3 separate regions of the Mus musculus genome follow, and all the other regions are linked to region 1. A link is a contact called in public Hi-C and promoter capture Hi-C data. All regions are on one chromosome and are shown on one strand. Each heading gives the region's core, a stretch centred on a gene start, on an enhancer-like site or on the middle of the called end of the contact. The rest is flanking DNA. Distances are from core to core; before and after follow the strand shown.

Region 1 (3,247 bases), core at 235-2,734:
AGTTCTCCTTGAACTGAGGCCTGTAGGGTGGAACAGCAGGGGACAACATGAAAGACCACCACGAAGAGGCTCCTTTTTTAGTCAGTATTGTTAGTAACAATACTGAAAAGGAGATTAGAGCAAAACAGCATATTTTCAAAGGCTAGACTGGAAAGCCTTGTTATTAGGGCATGTGTCCAAAACCAGGATCAAATGAACTCAGAGAACTACAACACAACAGCAAAATCCAGAGGTTATCAGTTGGTATTTACTTAATGATATAGCTAGGTTTGGGGGCGGGGTGTTTATTTATTTATTTTGCTTAGAAGACTGGCAATATCGTCTGGCACAACCTCGGTATAGGCACAAGGGTATTAATCTTAGTATCAGTGTTACCATTGAACTTAGACATTTGACAAATGCTTTGATCATGTGTACTCTATATTAACTTACAAAATGCCAACTAAACCTTTGATTGCATACTACGTTATCACACAACATTTATGAGAGTCGGAAAGAGGCATGACTCTATCGATATAACTAAGCATATAAATTAAATCTAAGCTGAGCAGGTCAAAGAGCTAGAAGAGAAGTCACTTTTGTGTGCTTGTAAGAAACGCCCCACCTATTTCCCTCTCTCAACACCATTCTCCCAGCTATAAGATGACTGGAGCAGAGACACTATTCTCTCTGAGGTTTTCTAAGATTCCAAAGAGTTGACTCACTGCATCCCAGCTGGTCCAGTAGAACACTCCAGTGAGATATTTCAATAGGCTGTGCTCTCACGTGGCCTGGAGTTTATGGGATTGTGTCAGTTTGTCTCTTGGGGTGTCTCCAAGTACCTACTTATTCTGTCACCCAACTAATTTGCTGCTAAGACTATTGGAATTTTTTTTTTCAAAAAAACCTGTTAACTATAGGCTGTATTTAATAGCTACAATCTATAATCTCAGACATTAGCTGGGTAAGACTTCAGATACATACTGAGTTCAGACTACAGTTTAAAACCTGAAAAGATTGGGAGAGATGGGCTTCAAAGTTATGTATATCCAAGTCTCTATCCTCAATAAACTTAAAATCCAGCGGGAGCTGAGGGTTCAGGATGGGCTGAGCATGGGGTATACTTGTGAGTATACATGTTTATCTACCCTCAATTTCCCTGTGTGTATGTCAAATCAAACATACTGAACATAATTACAACCCGAGATGCCCAAGGCACATGTGCAGACTCCTACGACGATCAGAAATAACAGGCTGGGGTCAAAAGTCACATTCCAAGTGTTCCTGCCTCTGGTCATGTCTTCTCAAGCTAGCTGGAAGCAAGGATGCCACAGGCCCAGTTTCATGTAGGGCTAGGCGCCTATGGGCTGGATTCCCTGAATGACAAAGTCCAGATGCTTGCTCACAACTCTTTCGGGGAGAGGTGACTGGCTGAGAGCGGGGAGGTACTGCAGCTCCCTCTGTCCTTTCCCAGCCCTTCACCCTGAGGCTGGTTTGGCCTAAACCCCTGGCAGGACAGGAGGCAGGCTCCAGATGCCAACAGTCCTGGGAGGGAACAGGAGGCTTTGCTTGGACTGTCTGCTTCCAGGTTCGGATGTTTGGAGAGTGGCAGCAGACCTGTGTGGGACTGGGTATTTCCATGGTCATCTCTTCTTCCAAATGGACTAGGATATTGTCTTACCAGAGGGGGGAAAAAACACTTATACATCTATTTCTGCCAACTCCCTGATGACTACTTAAAACACACACACACACACACACACACACACACACACACACACACACACACACACGAGAGAGAGAGAGAGAGAGAGAGAGAGAGAGAGAGAGAGAGAGAGAGAGAGAGAGAGAGAGAGAGAGAGAGAGAATAAGAGCCTGGAGAAATGTTTATGAACAGAGGGAGGCTCTTGGTTTTTTACCTCTTGGTTTGCCTTGCTCGGCTGAACACTATAATGAGCTACCAGTGTGCCTGTCTCTCCCAGGAACCAGTTAAGATAAAAGTAGTTGCTATCTTCAAGGCAGTGAGCATGACAGAGCAATGTGAGCAGGGGCTTGGGAAGTAGACAAACTATTCTAGACAATTCTGCCTAGGCCATTGGCTGACCATGTGATTCTGTGTCTCTCTGAGGCTTAGTTTCCTGACCCATAAATGCGACTAATCATCAACCAGAACAAAGTCCAAGATCTGCATGGCACGGCACAGTGTGGACAAAGACACTGTGATACACTAGGCTCCTAAACAAACTGTGAAGCAGCAGGTGGTTTAATTCTACCCCTTCTTGAGATAGTGGGAAGCTTAGAGTTCTCACATGGCCGCAGGCCCGTTATTAGTCTGTCTCCTTAGGAAACCCTTCCCCCTCCCTGTGATCTCTCCTACACCTTTTATTACCTCCCTCTCCCTGGGCTCATCTACTCCAGCGAGTGCAGGGACAATGTGTGTGTCGTAGAGTGCCACATGTTTACCTCAGACTCAGACCCCACTCCTGAGTCTCTCACTAATGTGACTTGCATATCCAGATGATACATCTAAAAGAGAATCTGCTACCCTTTAGGGCTCTTCTTATTCTTGGTCTTTCTCTAGATTCCAGTCTTAACTTATTCACTTTTCATCTGCCCACAGCAGGTCATCCTGTTCTTCTGTCCACAAGCACAGTCTGTTCCCCATTGCTGCTGCCTTAGTATTATCTCCCATGTCTTGCTTGTACTATTTCATCAGCAAGTAAACTGATTTCCCTTTCTCAGTTATTTTCCTCCTCTCCTCCATCCTCTCTACCCCTACTCAGGCCAAATTCTGTATGTCCAGCAAATGACCTTTCTAAAACAAAAACTCAATTGTATTATTATTAATATTGATCCCTGACAGATGACATACTCTCTAATTTGGCTTTTCCTTATTTGTTTGACTTAATCACAAGATTATTGTTTCCTGATTCTCCTCCCTATCAAGTCTTTCACAGACTAAGCCCTAGATTTATTGAAAAATTGAAATTCCCCAAAGTGAGCCATTTTCTTTTTCATCTCTGCTTCTTCATAATTTCCCCTCAGACAAAAAAAAAAGTTATATATCCTCCTGAGATTTGGCTCAAAAACTTTGGAGATGGCTCAGAGCTTAGGAACAATTCCTTCTCCTTTGAAGGACCCCAGTTTAGTTCCTAGAACACAGATGGAGTGGCTCAAACCCACCCATCAGTCCAGCTAGGAGGATCTGAGACTCTCTTCTCTACTTGGCTTGTACCTTTCCTCCAATGCTCATAACAACACCCACATA
Region 2 (3,247 bases), core at 320-2,819, 740 kb after region 1:
AGAACCTTTCTAGGTCCAACTTCAAACTTCAAGTCCTAGGCTGAAGGGAGGCTTAAGGGAAGAGTTGGCTCCCGGTCCTTTTTCTATCTTGCTTACGGGCTCCTGCCAAATCTCAACCCAGGATCCTCCAAATCACCCCACCCCCACCCCACCGACGGCCCAGGGTAACTCCGAAGCTGGTAGGGAAGGGGGCTATTCTCAGAGTCAAAACTAATGCCTGGCAGCCCGGTGTAGTGGACCTCATTCGCTCTACTTCTAGATGAGACCAATAAAGCTCAGAGAAGTTCTGAGATTTGCCCTTATGCCCTGGGAGAACCAAGCTTGCCACCTCTTTAGTCCTGAGGGGTGGAGGGTGGAGGGCTGATAGCAGAACCTTAGAAAAGAAATAACTTACATGTGTCTAGCGCTTCCTAGAGGCCGCACAGGATATGACTCCACCAGTGAGCGGGGAGGGGAGTTTTCAGCCTGTTTCTACCAGGGACTCCTGCTTAAGCACCGTGACTTGGGGCGAGTCCGCAGCTCTCAAGGCTTGTTTTCCCAGAAGCAAATCAGGGAGGGAGGAAGGGCGGGCGCAGACTGAGTGTGCGCGGGACCGTGTGTATGTGCTAGCGCAGGCGATCGCCGAGGTTTCCTGAGTTTCGAACCTTTATATGTTGCTTTCGACACCCCATGGGCGCTGGGCTAGCATCTTTCACACCTAGAGGAGGGGTCCCTCGGAGGCAAAGCGAACACCCCTCCCCCGGCACGTCCAGAGAATAAAGTGTTGTGCCGGGGACCCTGATGAGTCGGTTCCGAACACCGCAAATCTCTGGTTTCCAGGTACAGCACACTGCGGCGCAGATCCTTCTCCGAAACTAAACTTCCAAGCATACTCATCTTGGAGGGCTACTCTCAAACCCGCTCAACTTCAACGCACTTACGTGCTCCCACACCCAGGGCGCACACAACCCTTTTAACCCGCATCGCTCTGTCCCCCGGAAGTGCGGGGGTGCGGAGCCAGCTTCAGTCACTCAGATCATTCAGCCCTTTCTCGGGCGTGCGTGCGTGTGTGTGTGTGTGTGTGTGCCCGCGCGCGGGCGCGCGCCTGTGTGCAACCTTCACTCCCACCCAAGCTCTCCGCCCCCGGCCACTAGCGCGCCTCCCCTGCTTTCTGGATCCCCGCGTCTCGGTCCCAGTCCCCAGCCCTGAACTTGAGCCCGCCTCCGACAGACTCCGCAAGGGTCCTGCCGACCGGCAGCCTCCGTCACTAGACAGCCAAACCAAGACGTCAGCCCACAATGCACCGGGCGGGCCGGGAAAGACGCGCCGGGGAGGGAACCCGGGAACACAAGCCGAAGCTGAGCGCGGGAGGGGGGGGGGGGAGGAGGAGAAAGAAGGGCCCAACTGTAGGAGCGCAGCGGAGCATTACCTCATCCCGTGAGCCTTCGCGGGCCCAGAGAAGAATCTTCTAGGGTGAGGTCTCCATGGCGACGGGTGGGCCCGCCCCCCTGAGAACGACGCAAGCCAATGGGAAAGCCTCGGGGTGACATCATGGGCTATTTTTAGGGATTGACTGGTAGCAGATAAGTGTTGAGCTCAGGCTGGATAAGGACTCAGAGTTGCACTGAGTGTGGCAGAGACAGCCTGGCAGGAGAGCGCTCAGGCAGACAGACAGACAGACGGACGGACTTGGCCAACCCGGTCGGCCGCGGACTCCGGACTGTTCATCCGTTTGTCTTCATTTTCTCACCAACTGCTTGGATCCAGCGCCCGCGGCTCCTGCACCGGTATTTTGGGGAGCATTTGGAGAGTCCCTTCTCCCGCCTTCCACGGAGAAGAAGCTCACAAGTCCGGGCGCTGCTGACAGCATCGAGAGCGGCTCCCGACCGCGCGAGGAAATAGGCGAGCGGCTACCGGCCAGCAACTTTCCTGACCCAGAGGACCGGTAACAAGTGGCCGGGAGCGAACTTTTGCAAATCTCTTCTGCGCCTTAAGGCTGCCACCGAGACTGTAAAGAAAAGGGAGAAGAGGAACCTATACTCATACCAGTTCGCACAGGCGGCTGAAGTTGGGCGAGCGCTAGCCGCGGCTGCCTAGCGTCCCCCTCCCCCTCACAGCGGAGGAGGGGACAGTTGTCGGAGGCCGGGCGGCAGAGCCCGATCGCGGGCTTCCACCGAGAATTCCGTGACGACTGGTCAGCACCGCCGGAGAGCCGCTGTTGCTGGGACTGGTCTGCGGGCTCCAAGGAACCGCTGCTCCCCGAGAGCGCTCCGTGAGTGACCGCGACTTTTCAAAGCTCGGCATCGCGCGGGAGCCTACCAACGTGAGTGCTAGCGGAGTCTTAACCCTGCGCTCCCTGGAGCGAACTGGGGAGGAGGGCTCAGGGGGAAGCACTGCCGTCTGGAGCGCACGCTCCTAAACAAACTTTGTTACAGAAGCGGGGACGCGCGGGTATCCCCCCGCTTCCCGGCGCGCTGTTGCGGCCCCGAAACTTCTGCGCACAGCCCAGGCTAACCCCGCGTGAAGTGACGGACCGTTCTATGACTGCAAAGATGGAAACGACCTTCTACGACGATGCCCTCAACGCCTCGTTCCTCCAGTCCGAGAGCGGTGCCTACGGCTACAGTAACCCTAAGATCCTAAAACAGAGCATGACCTTGAACCTGGCCGACCCGGTGGGCAGTCTGAAGCCGCACCTCCGCGCCAAGAACTCGGACCTTCTCACGTCGCCCGACGTCGGGCTGCTCAAGCTGGCGTCGCCGGAGCTGGAGCGCCTGATCATCCAGTCCAGCAATGGGCACATCACCACTACACCGACCCCCACCCAGTTCTTGTGCCCCAAGAACGTGACCGACGAGCAGGAGGGCTTCGCCGAGGGCTTCGTGCGCGCCCTGGCTGAACTGCATAGCCAGAACACGCTTCCCAGTGTCACCTCCGCGGCACAGCCGGTCAGCGGGGCGGGCATGGTGGCTCCCGCGGTGGCCTCAGTAGCAGGCGCTGGCGGCGGTGGTGGCTACAGCGCCAGCCTGCACAGTGAGCCTCCGGTCTACGCCAACCTCAGCAACTTCAACCCGGGTGCGCTGAGCAGCGGCGGTGGGGCGCCCTCCTATGGCGCGGCCGGGCTGGCCTTTCCCTCGCAGCCGCAGCAGCAGCAGCAGCCGCCTCAGCCGCCGCACCACTTGCCCCAACAGATCCCGGTGCAGCACCCGCGGCTGCAAGCCCTGAAGGAAGAGCCGCAGACCGTGCCGGAGATGCCGGGAGAGACGCC
Region 3 (3,247 bases), core at 380-2,879, 520 kb after region 1:
CTGCAAACAGAACATGGAAGATGAACCCCATTGTACAAGCAAAGAGTTGAAACAGAGAACAGCCCTGGACCACACTGGGATTCAGACTCTCCTTGTGCCTGCCCTTTAGTTTTCTCTCACACTTACTTCCTGCACTGATTCTAAAATTGTCTGTAGAACAACAATGTCACTGAAGACACCTTTGGATCTTTAGGGCCTCCATAACCCATGGCAGGCATACATTTATGGAGAAGAGATTTGAATAAAAGAATAAGGTTTTGCATCTAGAGCTCTTGGGTTCTAGAATCATTACTATCTCATGGGAGTTTTAAAAGAGGGAATACTGCCTCACACCCTCTTTGCCTATTTCTGAACAAAACGTGCCAGCAGGTAAAGGTGGGGTTATCTTCAAGGCATACTGAAACTTCCTCAGACTCAACAGAATCCAGGTGAGGGAAATGCCAGAGGTGGAGCAGGCACACCCTAAAATGAGCATCCGTTCAATTCCAAATAGTGGAAGAAGCATGCCAAGTTCAGGCATTGGGCCAGGTAGGTCCAATATGGCAAAGGTGCCTGATAGCAGGGGGTTTCATGTAACACAAGGCGCATGAAGTTATGAAGTATCCAAGAATCTCCTGTTCTGAAAGGGAGACTCCAAACTGACCACATTTGAAGCTCCTACCCCATTCAGGTTAGTCTTGGGCACTCCTACATGTGTGTTAAATCTCTATTCATGGTCTCCCAAGTGATGCAGGAGGCCATTTTTACCCTCACCACCTCCAATAGTTACCAGAATGGAATGGGTTTCCCTTAAAATCACTTCAATATTGTCTCCCATGTCCAATCCCACCCAGTCCTTCCCACAGGCCAGACCCTGCTAGGTAGAAGGGAACAAATTCAGATCTGACCTTTATAGATCGGATATGACAGGTGTGATGTTGGAGGCTAGAATGAATGTCGGGAAGAAGACTAAAAAGATGTAAGCAAGGTCCTTCCAGAACATGGACAGGGATATGACACACAGTTAGTAGAGTTTGGGAAGGCCTCAGAAAGATGCTTGTGTATGAACTGCGCCTTGAAGGTTAAGCAGATGTTTGCCAGCTGGAGAAGGGCATAGAGCAGCCAGAGTCAAGGAGTGGGAGGGGATGTCCAGAGCATGGAAGAGTATAGAGTATGTTTGGGAGAATAACCAGCCACTGAGTGAGAGAACACGGCTGGAACAGCATACCAGAAGAAGTTTCAGGGTTTTCAGATTTTCTTCTGCACATTGCCCTATAAGCAAAGACAGCAGGACTCCCTAAGTCACCCAGGCTCCCAGTGAGTGCCAGGGAAAATGTTTAAGGTATCATTTAACCCAAAGCAAATGTACTATTAGCATTTTTTTTAAATCTCCAAGAAAGAAGAAGAAACAAAAGTTGTTGAAATGTGAAAATAATTAGAGAAACGACTTTCCCAGGGACCAAACATGGCCCACGCTGCGCAGAGGGAAGAACAAACAAACTTAGGGGCGGTTATGAAGCTGTAAAACTCCTTGTTTATTTCTGAAGAAAGAAATAACGTTGGAGCAAAGCCACCGAGCCTGCACAATCATAAATCAAGGCTGAGGCGGTAGGGAAGGAGGAGTAAGCCAATAAATTCAGAGGAAACAACGCTGCATTCCAGCTGTCCCAGGCGGCCTGAGAACCTGCTCTGCTCCGGTTCTGCAGCCCTGGATCACAGCATCCCAAAGTCAGAATGCCCTGCGTGTTCCTTGTGCGCTCGCCCAGTCAGAAAACATTTGGCTCTTCTGAGGGTTGTTCAGTTTTCAGAAAGAAGTGGGGAAAAGTTCTTTCAGAAGGCCCGAGTTCCCCCTTCTTCAGCTGCCTTCTTTCTGCAGGGTAGTTTCAGCCTAACAGAAACCCCCACGAGGCAGGGGGGCACGGTCAGGGCTCTGGAGGGAATTCCCACCCTGTGTGCTCAGAAGGGGAGCCCACGCTTCCATCCCAGACTGCTGGCTTCGGTAAACAGTCTCAGTGGAAAGGTCACCACTGACTTCTGAGCTGAGGGATTTTTCTCAGCTCACACCTCAGGTTTCTGGACAGAGTGGCCTTGTATTGTTTACTGAGAACTTGCTCCACTAACAGCACTGAGCCCTGAGCTGCAAGACACATAGAGCAAGCACCAGGAGCAGGCAAGGCTTCATGCTGGCAACCGGTTTAGTGATGTCCCTGCCTCAGACCTGTATGCTTTATTTTCTGTTTTTTTTAAAGGAGTGTGAACTTACTCCATTGAGTGATTTTACTCCATTGACCCCTACTTCACTCTGAGTCACATAAAGACATCTACACTTTGCATAATCTGCATACCGGCTCAGTACGATTAAACACCATTTTGTACCCTCGTAAGACAGGAAGCTGTGGTTCATTGCTTGCAGCACAAACCTGATGAGTCGGGGACGGTAGGACTCAGGTAAACGTCCACTTTCTATTAGCCACTAAATTCTGTTGTTTCAATAGCCAAAGCCAAAGCCCTGTCTACAGAACTTAAGTGGTTTGGAAACATGGAAAGTGACATGTCACTCAAGTGAATTAAGAGGTGAGTAACCACAATAACAAATTATTCACTGCTAGTTACCGATTACTGGACCACCAATTCCCCATGCCAAGCCCTTTACATATGCTAATTCAATGTGGTGAGAAGGAAGGTGGCAACTCCATTTCAGAGTTTAGAGAACTGAATTAGGGAGGGGCAAGTGTGTGGAAAGGTCACCTCACCCCCCAGAAAAGGAAAGCTATCTTGCTATTAAAGGTCAGTTTTTATATGTCGGGGTCTGTGGTCTCTACAGATGATAGAGAATATATTTGTGGTTTTAAAACTTAAAATGACTAGATTTTGTACTAAATCAGATGCCATCCAAACAGATTTCTACGTTTCTTGTGAATGAAACAAACTTAAATCATCTATATGTTTGTATGTGTGGTTTCTGCATTGTTCATGGAAGTATGTGCACTTGTACATGCATGTGTTTGTGTCAGTATAAAATCCAGAACCTTCCATGATTGTTCTTGAACTACTTATTGAAGATAGTGTGTCTCACTGAACCTAGAGCTCACAGATTTGGGTGTGAAGGCTAGGAGTATACTTGTCTCCACGTGCCCCTCACCACCTCCTCCAATCCTCCATGGTGAAGTTACAGATAGACGTTGTTCCCACCTTTTCTTTGGAGGGGGGATTCTGGGGAAGATGTCCTCATGTTTCACAGCAGCCACTTCACTGTTTGAGCCATGAC

Evidence for each region. Promoter capture Hi-C pulls out the DNA fragments that hold promoters and counts their contacts. Hi-C and Micro-C count contacts between places; a contact is called where the count stands out from the background.
Region 2: a promoter capture Hi-C map of liver shows a contact between it and region 1, with 14 times the contacts expected there. The contact joins the promoter of Jun here to the enhancer-like site in region 1. A contact is called at or near these places in 14 of 39 promoter capture datasets (the 3T3-L1 cell line, the C10 cell line, cranial neural crest and 6 more), 2 of 15 datasets of contacts at CTCF or cohesin (the NIH/3T3 cell line and large pre-B cells), 14 of 484 Hi-C or Micro-C datasets (adipose-derived mesenchymal stem cells, bone marrow-derived macrophages, embryonic fibroblasts and 7 more), 40 of 115 datasets of contacts at active chromatin or transcription factors (the 230-238 cell line, the NIH/3T3 cell line, acute myeloid leukemia and 29 more) and 3 of 9 other capture datasets (adipose tissue, embryonic stem cells and pancreatic islet).
Region 3: a Hi-C map of uterus shows a contact between it and region 1, with 1.6 times the contacts expected there. The contact joins two enhancer-like sites. A contact is called at or near these places in 1 of 15 datasets of contacts at CTCF or cohesin (the NIH/3T3 cell line) and 2 of 484 Hi-C or Micro-C datasets (both in uterus).

The regions. Positions count from the first base shown.
Region 1 is chr4:95,792,973-95,796,219 of GRCm38.p6, reverse strand. All of the region lies in intron 8 of Fggy (FGGY carbohydrate kinase domain containing), which reads right to left. Among named protein-coding and RNA genes, the nearest start is that of Hook1, 170 kb to the left of the region's middle. Within about 2 kb of position 1,484, at least 68 of the 459 cell types and tissues checked have an H3K27ac peak or open chromatin away from gene starts, as enhancers often do. A contact at or near this core is called in adipose-derived mesenchymal stem cells, craniofacial prominence, extraembryonic endoderm stem cells and 9 more, where this site is marked.
Region 2 is chr4:95,050,544-95,053,790 of GRCm38.p6, reverse strand. It overlaps Jun (jun proto-oncogene), which reads left to right and starts at 1,569. Exons shown (of 1, transcript NM_010591.2): 1 at 1,569-3,247. The coding sequence starts at 2,520. It overlaps Junos (a long non-coding RNA gene), which reads right to left and starts at 1,474. Exons shown (of 5, transcript XR_867920.3): 1 at 1,409-1,474.
Region 3 is chr4:95,277,298-95,280,544 of GRCm38.p6, reverse strand. No RefSeq gene overlaps it. Among named protein-coding and RNA genes, the nearest start is that of Gm32240, 71 kb to the right of the region's middle. Within about 2 kb of position 1,629, at least 100 of the 459 cell types and tissues checked have an H3K27ac peak or open chromatin away from gene starts, as enhancers often do. A contact at or near this core is called in uterus, where this site is marked.